3 separate regions of the Mus musculus genome follow, and all the other regions are linked to region 2. A link is a contact called in public Hi-C and HiChIP or PLAC-seq data. All regions are on one chromosome and are shown on one strand. Each heading gives the region's core, a stretch centred on a gene start, on an enhancer-like site or on the middle of the called end of the contact. The rest is flanking DNA. Distances are from core to core; before and after follow the strand shown.

The links. Hi-C and Micro-C count contacts between places; a contact is called where the count stands out from the background. HiChIP or PLAC-seq counts read pairs in DNA pulled down with a chosen protein or histone mark.
Region 1: a contact with region 2 is called in a Hi-C map of embryonic stem cells, with 2.5 times the contacts expected there. The contact joins the enhancer-like site here to the promoter of Erfl in region 2. A contact is called at or near these places in 1 of 39 promoter capture datasets (embryonic stem cells), 8 of 484 Hi-C or Micro-C datasets (embryonic stem cells and stem cell-derived epiblast-like cells) and 2 of 115 datasets of contacts at active chromatin or transcription factors (embryonic stem cells and microglia).
Region 3: an H3K4me3 HiChIP or PLAC-seq map of embryonic stem cells shows a contact between it and region 2, with 66 read pairs. The contact joins the enhancer-like site here to the promoter of Erfl in region 2. A contact is called at or near these places in 16 of 39 promoter capture datasets (the 3T3-L1 cell line, 3T3-L1-derived adipocytes, the C10 cell line and 12 more), 3 of 15 datasets of contacts at CTCF or cohesin (the G1E-ER4 cell line and embryonic stem cells), 30 of 484 Hi-C or Micro-C datasets (the AML12 cell line, the BV-2 cell line, the C2C12 cell line and 22 more), 9 of 115 datasets of contacts at active chromatin or transcription factors (the 230-238 cell line, CD8 T cells, bone marrow-derived macrophages and 3 more) and 2 of 9 other capture datasets (embryonic stem cells and liver).

The regions. Positions count from the first base shown.
Region 1 is chr7:25,186,088-25,190,543 of GRCm38.p6, forward strand. No RefSeq gene overlaps it. Among named protein-coding and RNA genes, the nearest start is that of Mir7048, 29 kb to the right of the region's middle. Within about 2 kb of position 1,779, at least 17 of the 459 cell types and tissues checked have an H3K27ac peak or open chromatin away from gene starts, as enhancers often do. A contact at or near this core is called in embryonic stem cells, where this site is marked.
Region 2 is chr7:24,943,108-24,947,382 of GRCm38.p6, forward strand. Erfl (ETS repressor factor like) reads right to left here and starts at 1,664. Exons shown (of 6, transcript NM_001370804.1): 1 at 1,308-1,664.
Region 3 is chr7:24,806,448-24,811,084 of GRCm38.p6, forward strand. No RefSeq gene overlaps it. Among named protein-coding and RNA genes, the nearest start is that of Ceacam10, 32 kb to the left of the region's middle. Within about 2 kb of position 2,849, at least 11 of the 459 cell types and tissues checked have an H3K27ac peak or open chromatin away from gene starts, as enhancers often do. A contact at or near this core is called in embryonic stem cells and stem cell-derived epiblast-like cells, where this site is marked.

The DNA.
Region 1 (4,456 bases), core at 529-3,028, 240 kb after region 2:
TACATGTATTAAGTAATTTTTTTTTAATTGGAGAGTTTGGGGCTAGTGAGAAGGCTCGGTGGGTAAAGATACTGACAGCCTGAGTGTGAGTCTCAGGATTTGCATGGTGGCAGGAGAGAACCCATACCTGCACACTGTCCCCCAATATCCTCAGGCATGCCATGCATTTGTAGACCCCATAAGTTAAAAACAAAAAAAAGCATTAATTTTAAACTTGGTGACATTGGGTGCATAAAAACCATACTGTGTGCTGGAGGCTTCTGGAAAGAGATGACGCCTGAGATAAGACATGATCAAGAGGGAGAAAGATGAGGAGTGTTCCCCAGTCAACAAGAACACTTGCCAGACATGGTGGAGGGCACCGCAATCCCAGCACTTGGTGGGCAGAGGCAGGAGGTTCAGGCCTATGATCCAAGCTGCTTAGGAAGTTAAAGCAGAAGGATCATAAATTAGTCCAGGAAATAAAATAAAATGTGGGGAAATGGCTGAAGGGAAATGCTGCAAAAAGTGCATTGCCTTTGCAGAGGATCTGAGTTCGATCCCCAGCACCCACCCCAAGCAGGTCACAACTCCATGGAATTCTAGCTCCAGGGGGTCCAACAGCTCCTCTGGTCTCCAGTTACCCCCACATATTGTGTACATATAACAACACACAAACACATAGTTGGAAATAATAATGCAATGATAAATGGGAGAAAACAAGATTCAAGGAAACAAATAAATAAAGTAAATCCCACAGGGGAAGCGCTTGGTTTGCATTCACAGGGCCCTGAGCTTTCTCTGTGCACTAGAAGGGGGACGCTAAAAAGAGAGAGGCTGTCTTAAAATATCCTTGACCACCTTGACCACGTAGTAAGTTCAAGGCCAGTTCGGGCTATGTGAGATGGTATCAAAGAAAATTCAGGAAGGAGGGGCTGGAGAGTCAGCTCATCAGCTAAGAGCTCTGGCTCTTCCAGAAGACCCAGGTTTGATTCCCAGCCCCCCATGTGGTGGCTCAAAACCATCTGTAACTCCAGTTCCAGGGGATCTGGCAACCTCTTCTGGTCTCTGCAGGCACCAGGCCAAATGTGATACACACATATGCAGGCAAAACACCCATACACATAGAATTTTGTAAACATTTAATTAAAAAAAAAAAAAGACAGGAAGGAAAACAAAACAAACAAATTGGGTGTGGGACTTGCCTACAATCCCTGGGAGGCTGAGGCAGGGGGATGGAACATATGAGGTTTTCCTGGGCTACATAGACAGACCTTGTACTGATAATATTAATATTGATTAATAGTAACTATTAATTAATATTTATGTAGAAAGATGTGGTGGTGTAACCTTTTAATTGGAGAAGCAGAGACAGTTGGATCTCTGTGAGTTCAAGGCCAGCCTGGTCTACATAGAGAGTTCCAAGACCAGCCAAAGCTACACAGTGAGAACGTTTCAAAACAAACAAACAAACAAACAAACAAGCAACAAACAACTCCTTCCCCCTCCCCAATTTAAACAAACCAAGAGACAGTGAAGACACAACCCCAGGGCTACTGAGACATGGTGTCAAATAAGCTATCTACATCCCCAATGGTCCATGGGGATTCTCTAAGACAGGAATGGGAACTGTCCGAAAAGAGTCCCCTGCCATCTTTCAGCTCCCTTCACTTGGGAAAGCTATCCAACTACCAAGTAGCCTCAACTGCGTCGGAGCTCCCTAAGTCTCTGACCACATCAGCCAGGCTTGCTGATCACAGTCAACGCTCTGGAGTCCATGTGGCTGCTGCCCCCTGGTGGCCAGAGTGATGCATTACCAACAACTCCGTGGCCAAGCCCAGCCTGACCCTTCAGGAGCCCAGGCCAGACCACTCCCATCACGCGCCTTCTCAGGCTCCAGGCCAGCCCACATCTTAAATCCAACATGAGCTTTTCAACCCTACCTGGCTTCCCTTCTTTGCAGCATACAACCGCAATCATATTCAAAAGTACGCTCTCAGCAGCCAAGAAGGCCTGATTTCTCAGTTCCGTGCAAGCTTGAATCATCCCGTCCCCACCCCCCACCCCACATCTGCTATCTCCACGGCGGCAATCCTAAATTTGTCTACAGTTTAGCACTCCCTCCCAAAGCCCCTCTTGAAAGCAATTCCAAATTAACATCTCAAATCGGTGCATGCAGCACACCCAGACACGGGTTCCTGCCCCCTCCACCCCCCTAGTCAAGTTAATTCAGATAAACGACCCCCATCCTTGACCTGTTTCTCCTCCTCACATCCAGTCAGGCTCAAAGTTCCAGCCAATTCCCCAACCGCCTTCCTTAATAGTAAAATGAACTTTAGCTGTGTGAGTCGACACGTGCCTGTACTCTACCACTGAGAAGGCAGAAATGAGTAGGTGGAGATTCAAGGCCAGCCTGAGCTACATAGTGAGACCCTGGGGCATGGTGGCTCAGGCCTGTAATCCCAGCTTCCTTGAAGGCTGAGGCAAGGAGACCGGAAGTTCAAAGCCTGTCTAGGCACTTTAATGAGAGCATCTCAAACACAGAGGTGGGAGTGGACATGGCCCTCACCGTTAGTTCCAGCACTCAGGAAACAGAGACAGGCAGAGCTTTATGAGTTCAAGGATAGCCTGATGATCTACTTAGCCTGTTCCAGGCCAGCCAAAGCAACACGGTGAGACCCTGTCTCAAAACAAAACAAAACAAAACAAAACAAAACAAAACAAAACAAAACAAGACAACAAAAAGGAAAGGGAGGGTCGGGCAGGTGTGAACATCTTCACACCTTCGGGGGACGTGGGAAGATAATTTCTTTTTCAAAAGGTTTGTCTATTTTATATTTTATATTCATTATTATTCTTTATTTATTGGGCGGCAAGAGTATGGTAGTCAGAGAACAACTTGGGAGAGCCCACCTCTGCTTCTTTTTGTCAAGGATTCACAATCCAGTAAGAGAGAGAAATGCATACAGAAATCCCAACCACAGAGTTGGCAAGATGTCAGAGCAAATAAGGGAGCTTGCCTCCCACCCCACCCCCACACACACACCATGGCCTGATCAATTCCCAGGACCCTCGTGAAATCATATGTAACTTGTTTTTTCTTCAATCACAACAGTAGAGTCCCCTGGCATGCAAAACTAACCTGGAGAATTTCCTTGAGGTCTTTTGGTTTGGATTCAGTTGGGTTTTTTTCAAGACAGAGTTTCTTTGTGTAGCCCTGGCTGTCCTGAAACCAGCTCTGCAGACCAAGCTGGTCTCAAACTCCCGCCTGCCTCTGCCTCCTGAGTGTTGGGATTAAAGGCGTGCGCCACCCCCAACCCAGCAGGTTTTCCTGCTGAGTTTTAAAAGGGAAAAGTCTTCTAACAACAAGGAGAAAGGCATTAAAATTAGAGAGAACGCCATGACCGGCGTTCATGTGAGGATTAGTTGTTTGTCTCCCTGTGGAAGGGGTTATTGAAGAGTCAACAGTAAGAGAAAGATGCTGAAGAGACTGCCTGGGGCTCAAACATTAAATATCATTGGAAAGTAGAAGAGAGGAGTCACTGAGGTTTGGTCTTGTATTTTTTTTTTTAAGATTTTATTTATTTATTTATTTACTTACTTACTTACTTAATATATATGAGTACACTGTAGCTCTCTTTAGACACACCGGAAGAGGGCATCGGATCCCATTACAGATGGTTGTGAGCCACCATGTGATTGCTGGGAATTGAACTCAGGACCTCTAGAAGAGCAGTCAGTGCTCTTAATTGCTGAGCTATCTCTCGAGCCCCGGTTTTATTATTATTACTTTTAAAATATGGTATCTGTGATTGAGTCTAAAAACCCACACATTCTGGGCTGGGGGCTCTACCACTGAGCTATGCTCCCCCCCCCCCAGCCCTCTTTTTACATATTTTAAGACAGTCTCACTGAATTTCCAAGGCTGGTCTTGAACTCACTCTGTAGGGCAGGCAGTCCTTGAACTTGCAATCTTCCTGTGTTAACTTGTCAGGGAGCTTGGACAACAGGCCTGTACCAGCCTGGAACCCTGTAGGACCTAGTCCAGGAAATGTAATTTTTTTTGGAGAAGATATATTTGAAGGGACAAAAGTAGAAGCAAGAAAGATCAGTTTGAGCTGGGCAGTGGTGGCATATGCCTTTAATCCTGGCACTTGGGAGGCAGAGGCAGGCAGATTTCTGAGTTCAAGGCCAGCCTGGTCTACAGAGTGAGTTCCAGGACAGCCAGGGCTACACAGAAAACCCTGTCTTAAAAAAAAACAAAACAAAAATCAGTTTGCTCTTGCAACCGCCATCACCAGTGTCAACCACAGCAGAAAACACAAATATATACAATATATACACATTACAATTCACAACAGTAGCAACATTAGAGTTATAAAGTATCAATGAAATAATTGGGGGGGGGGCTTCACAACAGCATGAGGAACTGTATGAGGGTCCCTGCATGAGGAAAGTTGAGAACCACTTCCCTGTC
Region 2 (4,275 bases), core at 414-2,913:
TTTGGCGATGCGGAGCGCGTCTGGGCCTCCGCGGGCCGGCGGGGCGGGGGGAGCGGGCGGGGGGGCCGTTTAGCCGTGATAGATCCGCGCGCCGCTTGTCTCTTAATCTCCGGAGCGACCGATCGATTCGCTATTTCCCTTTGTTGCCAGAAAATTCGATCCTGGGCCTGGAATTAGGTCCCCGGCTTAATCTGAGCGGAAACCAGCGAGGGGGAGACAGAGACAGAGATACTGGGGGAGACAGAGACGGAGAGATAGTGAGAGACAGAGAGATGCTGCGTGGGAGAGATATAGGCACAGGGAATCTGGGAGGGGTAGTCTAAGGGTTAGTGCCACCGAGGTAAGAGTGGTGTTGTGAGAAACAGAGATAAAGAGTTAGAGAGACAGATCCTGGGAGTTAGTCGCTCCTGGTTCCTTGGAGAGCTGGAAGGAGATGCAGAGATGCTGACAGAGACAGAGACAGAGAGACAGTGAAGAGATACTTGGGCAGTGAAGATATGGCAGAGGTGGTCCAAGGATGAATTACACAGGGGGTCCAAGACATCCCCAGACCAAAGCTCGAGTCTAGGCACTTCTTGCTCCCAAATGGGCTGACCCCAGGTCTGGCTCCAATATTCTTCCCATAGATCCTGTGATCTCTCACGCCAAATATGCAGATACAGTTTTGTAGACTCTCAGACTTGAACTCCAGCCCCAATCCAGACCTCCTTTCTCTCTCTCCTTGATCCAAATCTCAGCGCTGATCCTCAGTCCCAAGCATCCACAACCCCAGTCCTGACCTCCATCCCCGACGAGTCAACTCCATCTCCAAAGAGCTGGGGCTTCAGCACCAAATATCCCCGACTCTAGTCTCTAAGCTCCAGTCTTGACCTTTAAAACCCATGGTACTCTGATCCTAAATGTCCAGCCTCCTCAGGCTCAAATACCCAGACCCAAGCTCAAGTCAGCCTTCAGCCCCAACCCCCAAATAGTCACACTCTAGTATGTCCTGTTCCCATTCCCAAGGCTCCCATATGCACACTCTTCTCTCCCATACCTTGCACCCTAGTCTCGAGGTCCTATCTCCAGGGCTCATCCCTCCCACCTCGCACCCCTGTCCACGAGATGCTCCGGCGGGATTCCCCCCAACTCCCCAGAGTTAAGGCACAGCCGTGCCCCGCTGACGACCACCAAGCTGCCCCGCCTCGGACACCCCCAAGTTGTCCCGGGGTCTCTGGGGACCACCTCCCGTGCCCCGGGCCCCCGCCCCGGACAGCAATCCCCGCCCCTCATCCCCGCCCCCGAGACGGCCCGCGGCGCTCACTCACTTTCCGCGCCTTGCGCATCCGCTCCGGTCCGGGGAGAAGTGTTTAAAGTTCGGATCCCGCAGCCATGGCCCCGCGGCGTCCTGGGGAAGGAGACCCCGGGGCGAGGGACACAGGATGTTCGGAGTCCCGCGAAGACGGAGACTGAGAGGATGGGGTCTGGAAGTCCCTGAGACAGCGTGACAGAGACAGGGAGACAGAGACGAGGGGCACGAGCAGAGACGGGGAGATGCAGAGAAGAGACACCCCAAAAGAGACGCGCTCAGAGGACGGACGCGGGAAGCTGCGAACCCAGCTCTGGGCCAAGACGCGGGGGACTGTGTCTCTGAGCCCCCTCCTCCCCTGCAGTTCCTCTTCCTCCTCCTCCTCCTCCTCCCTCGCTCCTCCACGGCGCGGCGCGCTCTCCCGCCCTCGCGGCCGCCCGGCCGGGCTCGGCGCGCAGATATATGGAGGCGGCGGCGGCGGCTGTGCGGGGGAGGGGGCGGGCGCGCGATCGATGGAATATAATTTTCCTCAAACTCGGAAAATAAAGTTCAGAGCTGATCAAATTTGAAAACAGATGTCGAATTGCGACTCTAAATAAGGTTCGATCCCGGGACTGAGAGAGTGGGGGTGGGGTAGGGGCAGAGAGACACCCCTAACACCTTTCCCCTTTCCTCCCCACCTCCTCCTCGTCCTACATGGGGAAGACTCGCAGACAGACGGACAGGCGGTAGAGAAGGAACCGCTGCTACACATAGGTAAAGCGGGTCCTGGCCTATGCAAGGAGGGACACACACACAGCCTGGACTGGGCAGCTGACACGCAGACATAGGAACACATAGAAACAGTGACATAGACCATGCAAACACACACACACACACACACACACACACACACACACACACACACACGACACAGATGCACCATACAACACAGAGCCGGGCACATCACCAGCGAGCATGACCTGTATTCTAGACACAAATTCGTCACACAAACCTCCCCCCCCCCCATCGCTTCCTTCCTGATCCACCCTCACAGGGAGTGCACAGACACAGGGTGTCACAGCGACACATACCCCACATCAGGGTGCAGACCCACACTGGACAATCACAGACCGACTGGAGTCCAGGTTGGACACCCTGAGGCGCTTTCCTTCACACAGGCGCCGATTTAGTCTCACAGTGCATACCTGCTGGGAAAGGCTCAGCCAGTTTGCTCTCACTGGAAGATACTATCAAGCATCTCCAGGACCCCCAGAGCAGTTCATCATCCACGGGACCTGCTGCTGCAGCTTGACCTTGCTCTCTAACTGATCACCTTCCCTTTGCCCTCTCAACGCCACCCTTTTGGGGCCTCTCTTCCCCAGTTTGTACTCTCCCCTCACTCCCCATGTCAGGCCTCTCCCCACTGCCAAGCCCCAAGAACTCATTGTGTTTTGTTTGGATTGTGGTTTCACGTAGCCCAGGCTGGACTCAGCATATTACTATGTAGCCGAGGCTGTCCTTGAGCTCTTGCTCTTCCTGCCCTGCCTCCACTTCCCAGATGCTGAAGTTGTCAGCATATTGCCACCACAGCCTGACCTCTAAACCTCATTATTTGGGGTAAGTGCGGCCTCTCCCAGGAGGAGCAACTATGTTTCAAGACTGGCATGCCCAAATGGATACTTTGTGTCCAGAACCCTTAAGTGGCAGTCACCACTCCAGCCCTTCAAGAGCAGACATTCATCATCCATTTTGCCTACATCACTGGGTCTTAGTTTCCTTATCTGAAAATGGGCTAACTCAGAGTGGTGGGTGGGTCAAATGCATTGCTTGCTATAAACATTGATTTTTCCCAAGTAATCTACTAAAACTTGTGCAAACCTAGGCTTGACTGACCTGGTTCCACCTTGTTCAAACCCAGGGAGGTTAGTGGGAAGTCCGATCCTCCAACCCCCACTGGGAGCACTGCTTCCCAAAGCTGTACTGAAGCCCTTGGGAAGTAAAGAGTGTGACCTAGGGTGTGTCATTAGTTGCATGGTGACATTCCCCAGAGGTAGAGAGCAGCCACCACCAGAGCAGGACTCTGAATATCCTGGAGGAAGTTATAGGAGTTCCCTCAGGAATGTGAGACACCCATTGGTGTCTACCCTGTAGGTAGATGTGACTCCTTAAGAGCACTGGCTGGGAGCCAGGCTGGGTGGCACGCGCCTTTGATCTCACACTCAGGAGGCAGAGCCAGGCGGATCTCTGAATTCCAGGTCTACTTAGCAAGGTCCGAGAAACCCTGTCAATCAATCAATCAATCAATCAATCAATTAATCAAACAAACAAACAAACAAACAAAACCAAAACCCACTATCTAGAAATGGGGTGTGTGTGTGTCACTTATCTTTTCTGCCCAGAGGGTAAGTATGGCAGGAGGATCTGGAGTTCAAGGTGAGCCTTGGCTGTCTCAGGAAAAGGGAGGGGTCATTACTGTTGCATTTATGGTCACAAAGTGTGCTATGGTAGGATACCTATGAAAGGGGAACACCTTCAGACTGTAAGTGACACCCAGATGACACACGGGACCACACTGTACCCTGCACCCTTCCTGCAGGTAGGCTATTTGGAATCTTAGCAACACCAAAGACTACTGTAGGCCGATGTCCAAAGGGCCTCATACTTTCTCTCTAAACCTTCTGCTCTAGGAAAGGTGAAGACAGCCCCTCAGGGGGCCACTCAGAAATCCCAGAGATTCTAACACCTTTAAGAAGCTTACAATGTCCAGTCGGGTATGGGGTATCGAATGCTCCCCCTCCCTCTAAGGGGAGATCAGACGCCCTTGGTTACCTGACCAACTCATATCCGATTGTTCAGACCTCTCCTGGTACCCCCCCTCCCACATGACCCCCACCAAGTGCCTCTCAGTCTCTATAACACTTTCTGTGCAGTAAGCCTTCTCAAGCTTTACATTCTGTCTCTGGAGCCCTGGGGGATGGAGAGGATACCCGTAAAGGTGGCCACTG
Region 3 (4,637 bases), core at 1,599-4,098, 140 kb before region 2:
TGTCATGAGATAGGATATAGCCAGGGTTGTGGACACTGAGAAACAGAGATGTATGTTACTGATGATAAAGAATATCAGAGGCTCAAGAAACAGAGTGAACTAGGATTAGAAAGGATAAAAGAAAATTTTAACGTGTGGGGAGGAGACGAGAAGGTAACAAGCTAGGACCACCGCTAGAACACCCAGACCTGAGCTCCTCATGTCTTCTGATGCAGAACGACCATGGCCTATACAGTTTGTCTCTCCTTACCTAAGTCTGCTCAGGCCCACAGAAGCTGACTTGAACTTGGATATCTGGCCTCTTTGTCTTTGCTAACTTGTTCAGCTTTAGCCATTTGGAGAAACTGAGATAAACAATGTTTATTTGGATAAACTGAGACATACAAGAAACTGTGATAGTCTATGATGGTGCACCACGAGAGGATCAAAAAAAGTTCAGGTTCCCGATCTCGCTGTGGACTATATGTGTGGCTTTACAAAGTCCCAGCCTCTCTATGAGTTGTATTTATGATTGAAAGTCTTATTCTGATAGTAGAATAGCTTCAATTCAAGAACTCTAATTTTCTCAGCTATAGTCAGGACATGCATGTTAATAGCCTTATAAATGATCAAATTCTTTAACGCTCTCAGAACTCAGCTTGTAGTCCTGATACGAACAAATGCAATTCACTGACAGGGATAGAAGCTTTATTTCACCTTCTGTATCTGTGTTCAAGGCTAAGCCTAAAACATGTAAAGTTTACTAAAGTCAGATATTTTTAATAGATGGCCTTCAAAAACTCTTCAGAGGGGCTGGAGAGATGGCTCAGCAGTTAAGAGCACTGATTGCTCTCCCAGAGGTTCTGAGTTTGATTCCCAGCAGCCACATGGTGGCTCACAACCATCTGTGATGGGATCTGATGCCCTCTTCTGGTGTGACTGAAGACAGCTACAGTGTACTCACATACATAAAATAAATGAATCTTTAAAAAAAAAAAAAACTCTTCAGAGATCTACTGAATATTGCATTTAAAATGTTTAATAAAATGGGCTTCCAACAATAGATATCATGCCATCACCTTGTGGCAACCTTAAGGCCTCCTTCAAAGAAGACCACTCCACCTGGACTATGGTAACACTAACCATTGGAAGAAACTACCCCATGCCTCATCTGCCCAGGGCTCTGCCCAAACTGTGGACATTATTGGGTTTGTGGTGGGTAAGATTAAGTTGATGGCTAACTTTTTATTTAAAAGTGTAAAATGTCTGTGCTTTAAAAAAAAAAAGCTATAATGCAAAACTGGACTTCCAAATGTTAAAGACTCTTAAGGGTTAATTTTTGTAGTTGCTTGGTCTGGCCTTCTGCTTGTATATAGGCAGAATGTAATTTTGTGTACTTTGCCTTTAAAAGCCCCTGAGGTGGCTTTTAAACATAGAGTCCCAGGTGTAGACCTGGCACCAGTGTAGGACTAAAAGTTTCTTTTTTTGTTAAAATTTATTAGTAGTCAGATGGGTGACTCTCTGAACAATTCCAGACCCTTAACAGTTTGTCTGCCATACTGAGCCTTGTTAAACTCAGGTCAGTTTTCCCAGGTTCCATCTCTCCAGGAAAATCTCTCAGACCTTCTCGGTCTGGCAGAAAAAGGCTGAGTCTGCTGTGTGTAGTAGCTGAATATTTAATGCTATCCTGTATGGCAGCCAAGACCAACCACTGTCCCCAGTGAAGCTACCGTGACCATGTGAGCCATTTTAATTGATACATAGGCCGTTTGGAATATACTTCCTGCTATAATTTACACTTCTCATATACCTGATGGCATTGAGGACTAGGAAAACAGTAGCTTTGCTAACAGCATCAAGCAACCAGCGCCATCCTCAAGCCTGAAGCTGCCTTCTCTACTCACTGTTTCTAGAGCTGAGATCTCCTGCTGAGAAAGCCAGACAGTTTACCTCGCCAGCTGGCTTTGAGCTGATGAAGTCAAATTCTTCAAACTAGTTTCAGTGTAACCTTGTACTGCTCCTCAATTTAAAGAAACTCCCCTTGCCATGGCTGCTCATAGCAATCAACCACTTGTGTCTCATGGTACTGGGATGAAAGGGGGTGGGGTTAAAATTTTTGTAAGTTCTAAGTGTCTAAGCAAGTGTTCTAAGGCGTATAAATGCTAGCTGCAAAAGTTTGAGGATGTGAAATCTTAAGTTGTGATGTGTAAATGCAAGTTATAAGAGAGTGGATTAAGGCGTACGACTTTGACTGCTCCCAGTTTTAATACTCATCAATGGAGTTCTGATAAACTACTAGTCTAGCCCAGTAAAGTACTCACTATACCATTGTAAGGGTCCACAATTCACCAAAGAATGATAGCCCAGACTCAAATAGTATATAAACGCAAAAAGTGTTTTATTCTGCAGAAGTCCAGCATGCTGGATTCTACCATCTATCTACAAAGATGGAGAGACACCCCCACCACCACCAAAGTGAGCTGACAGGCCCTATTTATATCACATTAGGGGAATTCTGGGGAGGGATAGGTGACCTCTACTTTAATCTTGGCTCTATCTCTAGGGACTTTTCCAGAACCAATGCTAGCCTGCACCTCCCTAGCCCCAGATGGTCCTACAGAAGCCGAGCAGCTAGTGAAACAGATCTCTCCCAGCCCCCAGGCCTCTCTCCCCATTCTTTGGTCATCATACCAGCCTTCCTGCTCCCCCCACCCACCCCTCACCAATGCAGTAGGTTCAGCAGGAAGTAGTTATAGAACAGGCCTTGCCTCCTCTTTATCATCAACAAAAGCCTGGATGTTAGATCTCAAACTCAGAACAATGACTTCCTGGGGTGCCTTTTTAACACATCAAAGCAGACACTGGTGCCAGTCTAGCTCAGCCAATATCTGTTACAGTCTTGGCTCCCTCAGTGCTTCAGACCCTACACCCTACCCTCAACCTCTCCCAGCTTCTTTTCCCTCTACAACCCAGCCATTTGGCTATGTGGCCTCTTAGTCTCCTGGGTCGCTCCTGGCCTCTGGCCTCTTGGTTCCTCTCTTTCCCTCTCTCGCTCTCCCCCTCAGTCTGCTGGCCCAGCTCGGTTCTGTATGGACACTTCCAGACACCTCTGGCTGCGTTTTCCCTCATATCTACAGTAAACTTCCTGACCCATACTCAGGAGCAGTCCTGTCTTCATTTTTTTCATTCATGCATTACTGCCTGTTATGAAATATAATGCGGGGAGGGGGCCATGGCAGGCCCATGCCTAGGTGTCCCCTGAGAATCACCCCATACAACAGATCTAGTATAAGGGCGGTTATTTGAGGGAACAGAGGACATGTAGACAGTGTGTGATCGCCATGATGGCTGAGAAAGAGGGGAAGACAGAGGACAAAGAATCCTCAAGCCTTTTCTTGGGGAAATGGCTGACAGGCATCGAATTGCACAATATCTAGGATGCAGTACTTCAAGTTACTCAGAGTCTGCACACAGCAGAGAGACAGCACACCCCCTCAGATCCCCGCTGCTCCAGAACAGCATGGAAGGGTTCTACATGCTATGAACCATAAATAAAAGTCTTAGGGGTTAGTTTCATTGTTATGTTTCTTGAGGCAGGGTCTCTCACTATGTAGCCTCGATTAGCCTGGAATTCACTACATAGACCAGGCTGGCCTCAAACTCACAGAGAGCTGCTTGCCTTGGCCTCCCATGTTCTGGAATGCACCACCATGCTCACTAAGGCCAATTACGTCTCTGTGAATGGTTCTCTGTGATCTCTGGGTGTTGAGTTGTTAATTCTATGAAACATGTAAGGACTGTCGTACCTGGATGGCACCCACCTCCCTTGTGTTGTGTCCCCACATTGGGGTTTGAGTTTTATCAAAGTAGTGTGGGGAGTGGATTGTAAGGATACTGGATAATGGTGGAAGGAACCCGAACAAGCTGAGTTTATCAATATGGGCCAGTGAGTGGAGATTCAAGCTTTAATATGGTTAAAGTTTTAAAAAACCAAAATACCAATTTTTAAAAGTGTCCAAATTTTGACTAGCTAGCTGAAGCACTTGTCTGAAAAAGAGCTGGAGATGCCTGGTATCCCTTGATTTGATGTTGAGGGGATTTTAAGGCTGGGGGGAATTGCAGTGCTAAAGTGGGTCCACTTTATAAGCCTCCACAGTGGAAATGCCGGAAGTCACTAGTTCTGTGAGATCTAAGATGGCGAGCAGCACCAGCTCAGATGAAGAGCTCTGCTGCTCTTTCCCCTCTGCAGACCTCGGGGTGAGAGGTTGCCGCCCAATCGGACGCATTGCACGAGATGAGAGTGACTGGACCCCAATGGTACGTCTTCCCATCTCCTGGTGTCTTTGTCCATTACTTCCTTCAGTGTTTTAAAGTTGTGTGCTTGTGTGTGTGTGTGTGTGTCTGTGTGTGTCTGTGTGCATGGTTTATATATATATGCATATATATAATGTGTATATATGTGTGTGTGTGCATGGTTTATATATATGCATATATATAATGTATATATATGTGTGTGTGCATGGTTTATATATATGCATATATATAATGTATATATATGTGTGTGTGCATGATTTATATATATGCATATATATAATGTATATATATGTGTGTGTGTGCATGGTTTATATATATGCATATATATAATGTATATATATGTG